2 separate regions of the Sus scrofa genome follow, and region 2 is linked to region 1. Evidence: chromatin contacts called from public Hi-C data. All regions are on one chromosome and are shown on one strand. The core of a region is the stretch at or near the end of the contact, and the rest is flanking DNA. Distances in the headings are between cores, read along the strand shown.

Region 1 (2,509 bases), core at 6-2,505:
GAACTCAAGGCGAACAAAAATTGAACTGTCCTGGACACTAAAATAATGAGATTTCTGGGATATACAGGAAGGAAAAAACTACATTTCTGTTCCAGAAATATAGAGAAAATATGCACCCCCAACAGATTAAACACGTTATCCAACAAGATAAAAGACTTACGCATGGTTTTATTTTTAAGTCATTCTAAAAAGGGGTACTTTCAGCACTCTGATGAGAACATTTTCCCCAAAGAAAGGGCGGTTCACACCATTAAACTGATATATACTTTCCATAACCACACTAGTAAGTCATAATTACTCAGCCTTAGATGCAGATGTGGTGGTTCCCAGACAAAATGAACAACTCAGCTTCTTGTCCTTTGTTCATTCTTAAGAGCCCATTTAACCTGTACCCTTGACATTTTAGTTTAAACTATATTAACTGATAGGAAACCTAACAAGTTCCTTTCAACATTACAGGTTAATGGTTCCTAAATACAACAGACTTAACAGAAATATTAGTTTACATGAAAAATCCAAATACGAAATTAAAAATAATCATTTTGATTTAGAGAAATTTAAGTTACACACACTCAAACTACCTTTTTAGGCTATGTTCTAAAACCTATAATTCCTACTATAATATTAAAGAATCACTTTTTTTTTTCCTTTTTTAGGGCCACACATGCAGCATATGGAAGTTCCCAGCCTAGGGGTCGAATCATAGCTGCAGCTACTGGCCACAGCCACAGCCACAGCAACGCAGGATCAGAACCGTGTCTGTGACCTACACCACAGCTCACAGCCACACCAGATACTTAACCCACTGAGGGAGGCCTGGGATTGAAACCGCATACTCATGGATACTAGTTGGGTTTGTGACCACTGAGCCACAACGGGTACTCCAAGAATCATCTTTAAACCAAACTAAATGAAGAAACAAGGGATAATGACAAACAGCTGTAGGATAAGTAGGAAAGGCTACCTGGACAGATCCACCCAAAAACATAAAAATAGCACAATGTACTGGGCAGGAAGTTCCAGCTCTCCTAGGAATATGCAGGTTACTGATATGTATGGTCTTAGAGATTCTAGCCTATAACTAAGGGTTTTCTGCCTCATGTTATGAAGTAATTGGTACGGACTTTCATTCCTGTAAATAACTGGAAAACTAAACAAAATATATAGAACAGTTCTTTTTTTCAGACACTATACCACAGGAAGTACAGAACTTCTGGCTGCTGAGAGAAGCAATACAAATGAGGAAGCCCTGCAATGACTCTGGCTTTCCACCTGTAGACATATTCTGTGCCAGCAGCAAAATCCATGGCCAAAAAGGAAGACCCCAAGAAAAGCATGAGGGTCTTGCTGCACTGAGAAGAAAATATGAGTTTAGGGGGTGCTGAGTGGGTTAAAGTGGGAGCTTTGCAGTGAAGAGGGAGCTATGCAGAGAAAGGTCTGTACATGCATGTGGGTGTCCTTGAGACTCTGGCATACAAAGGGGCATTGCATGCTACGATGAGATTCCACAAGGCCAAAGTACAACTAACAGGGGGTTGTAAGTTGAACAATCACTAGACTTCATATAGGACTGGGAAACATCTGAACTTCAACTCAGCATTCAGAGAAGACCTCGAAAAGAGCCTAGAGTAAAAGCTACTCTAAATAAACCATAATGAGGTTTTTCAAAGAGCCTTAAATAGATCAAGAAGATCCACAGGTAACTTAACTGCTCCTCAAAACAAAAAACTGACACTGTATAAAGGAAGATAACAAAATCCATACAATCTACACTGCGGTACCACACACCAGCATCCAAAAGAAATAACCAGATATGTGAAGCAGGAAAATATGACCCATATCCCAAACATTAATCAACTGAAACAGACCCAGAAATGTCACAGATTATGAAATTAGCAGAGAATGACATAAAAACAGACTACAAATATGTTCAAAGTTTTAAAGCAGCAGTTGGCAAACATCAGCCCATGGGCCAAATTCAGTTTTATAAATAATGTTTCAAAGAGTGGAGCCATGTGTATTCATTTATTTACTGTCTCTGGCTAATTCCGTGCTACAATGGCAAAACTGAGTAGCTCTGACAGAGATTCTATAACCTATCAAATCTAAAACATTCACTATATGGCATTTTACAGAAAAAGTCTGCTGAAATCTGATTTAAAGGAAAACATAGGTGTTCCTGTTGTGGCGCAGCGGAAACGAATCCGACTAGGGACCATGAGGTTGTGGGTTCAATCCCTGGCCTCGATCAGTGGGTTAAGGACCTGGCATTGCCATGAGCTGTGGCATAGGGCTCAGATCTGCTGTTGCTGTGGCTGTGCTGCAGGCCGGCAGCAACAGCTCCAATTAGACCCCTAGCCTGGGAACTTCCATATGCCACGGGTGCGGCCCTCAAAAGACAAAAAAATAAAATAAAATAAAATAAAATAAAATAAAGGAAAACATAAACGCAATGAGGAAAGAAATATAAAGTATAAAAAAATAACAGGAGTTCCCGTCGTGGCGCAGT
Region 2 (2,509 bases), core at 5-2,504, 70 kb before region 1:
ATATGATAAGAAATCTATATTTTAAACTCTCCCCATTATAAATAAAGGTCTGCATTCTATTCCCACAAAAAGCCAGAAAACCTTCCAGAGGAAGTATCACAACTGGTAGAGTCTGAATAGAGTGGGTGATGTGATTACACCAGTTTTCCACAAAGCTTCAATTTTCATTTGTTGGTTAATCCTGAGCATACATACACCCGGTCCAAAAAGTCATCGGTCATTGTTATTCTATTTTCAAGGGACTCCTTTCAAATTATGTAACTTTCAAATTGATTCACCAGATATAAAAAACACACCATATGATTTACTTTGAATTCATCTCCGTCGTGGAGACAGTCATCAAACTAGGACTTGCTGTTACAGACCTGAAATTTTCCTGTTCGTTATTCTGTTTGGATTTTTCCAGCCAGATGTGTGTTTTTAGTACTCTATGCCATCACAAAACCGGGGCACAGTACTAAATAACACAGAGGTAACAAAATTAACGAAAACTTGATTTATCTTGTTGTTTAGCCCTATTTATACAGGGCCTATATAAAGGTTAAACAGTTAAAATGCCTAACGGAATCAATCAGGTATTAATAAAGTAAATGTTTAATATAGGCTCTGCTCCTTTCTTTAACTACTTTTTTGAGGATTTTAGCATTAATGCGATCATGTATGTTATATTATTGGCTTTCTAGAAACATACTGTCTGCCTAATAAGGCTATCTATAGGACAATAAAGCCTTCACCTTAGAAAAAGAAAGTATGGGCAAAATGGTTTGTTTTTTACATTTGTTTCACTATTTGTGCAGTACTTTGAGGATGATTTATTTAACAGCCCTCTGATTATCTAGAACGTCTAAATCAGGGTGTGATTAGTCGAACCACTGAAAGCTTATGAATATGAGAAAATGTTTTCAGAATAGGATTCAAGTCAGAGGTAGTTTTCAAGGGGAAGAGAAGGATTTAATTCTAACTGCTGCTATAATTCAGAGAGCATTATAGAGATCTTTTGAAGACTCTGGAGATCTTTTACAGAATACTGATGGCTGGTACTTCTTGATACTACCAAAAGCAGCTTTCAAGGGCAGAGGAACTAGACCAATGGTCTGCAAACATTTTTGATATATGGATATACTGCTTATACAAATAACAAAATACACAAATACAAGTTAAAAAGGATGGAACAAAGATGAACTCTTTAAACATTTACTTACTAATTATGATGGCTTTCATGCTATCATTAGCAAATATTTCTGATTAATGGGGTATTAAAAAAACATAATATATCACATCATGCCCACTGTAAGCCCCTTTCTGTTGTGGAACTCCTTCTCTTATCCTATCCTATTTCTGTAATCCATGATTTGTGATCTTCTGACATGTGGATTGAGGGAGTGCCAATAAAAGAGAGTAAGTTATATCCTCCATGTGTGTATAAATTACATATATTTATATATATGTATATGCTACTATAATTATGTTATATACATTACAAAAATACACAAAGAGGAAAATAACAAAGATGAAGATAAATACAAATAGATGTTCTATTTTAGTCCTGCTCTGGTGGTGGAGACCACTGGTTTAGACCATGAAACTAAACTGCCGGGGTAAAAATACTATGCTTTGTTCCCCAAAGGTCAAAAACATCTTAAGGCTTAGTTAGCAGACCAACTCAATGCAAAACTGTTGGGTAACATATTATAGAAAAAGAAAGCTGTTTCTCCAAAGATCCAGATTCTCTTTTTCCTGCATCCTTCCATCCTTAAGGGCCACTATAAAAGAGGGCCTTTAAGAATCTGAATAGCCAAACCTCAAGAGACTGAAATCTTGCGCCCCAAGGGAAACTTACATTTATGTTTTAAATGAATATGTGGTTCTTTAGAATTTTCTTATTTGAGTGAGGATCACTCTTATGTAAATCAATAAATCAAATTTATCCCCTGACTCCAGAGCATGCTTCTCTCAATTGAGATCTGGTGTAGGTGTAGGAGCAGAGGAGTAGAGCCCTGAACAGATTCTTCTAGACTGAAGCTAAAAGACTACTTTGCTAGAGACTGAATTTTACAATTAAGTACTAGCAGAATACATTTTCAGGGATGAATAAAAGTCCCTCCCTATCCCACCTCCATGTCACGCCAGATCTATCTTCTGAACAAAAGGCAATGACAGTATGGTAGAATTTCAGTAACAAGATGGACTAGCAATTCCCTTTCTTGATAAGAGTCTTATATATAATTCTTTGTTTTCAGAAATGTGCACATTTTAGTCACACACTGTAGAGTTAAATACCACTCCCCCCCACCCCCCACCCCCTGCCCCCACTGGGCCATGATCTAAACAGGCTTAACGGTTAGTATTTTAATGAGTTGTCATTTCCTGTCTGATAAAGATTCTCACAGTATTTAACCACCAGTTTCCCCAGGGCCTGACCAATACTAGAACTCTGTTCATAGTGACTCAGAATGGATCTCAGACTCTTGGCCTGATTCAACAATGATAGATTGGGCCACAAATGAAA

What was found. Hi-C and Micro-C count contacts between places; a contact is called where the count stands out from the background.
Region 2: a Hi-C map of retroperitoneal adipose tissue shows a contact between it and region 1, with 1.7 times the contacts expected there. The contact joins two enhancer-like sites. A contact is called at or near these places in 14 of 47 Hi-C or Micro-C datasets (adipocytes, alveolar macrophages, blood and 8 more) and 2 of 2 datasets of contacts at active chromatin or transcription factors (alveolar macrophages and skeletal muscle).

What each region holds. Positions count from the first base shown.
Region 1 is chr12:35,984,972-35,987,480 of Sscrofa11.1, reverse strand. No RefSeq gene overlaps it. Among named protein-coding and RNA genes, the nearest start is that of PTRH2, 53 kb to the right of the region's middle. Within about 2 kb of position 1,255, at least 11 of the 83 cell types and tissues checked have an H3K27ac peak or open chromatin away from gene starts, as enhancers often do. A contact at or near this core is called in alveolar macrophages, retroperitoneal adipose tissue and subcutaneous adipose tissue, where this site is marked.
Region 2 is chr12:36,055,011-36,057,519 of Sscrofa11.1, reverse strand. No RefSeq gene overlaps it. Among named protein-coding and RNA genes, the nearest start is that of MIR21, 9.0 kb to the left of the region's middle. Within about 2 kb of position 1,254, at least 24 of the 83 cell types and tissues checked have an H3K27ac peak or open chromatin away from gene starts, as enhancers often do. A contact at or near this core is called in alveolar macrophages, retroperitoneal adipose tissue and subcutaneous adipose tissue, where this site is marked.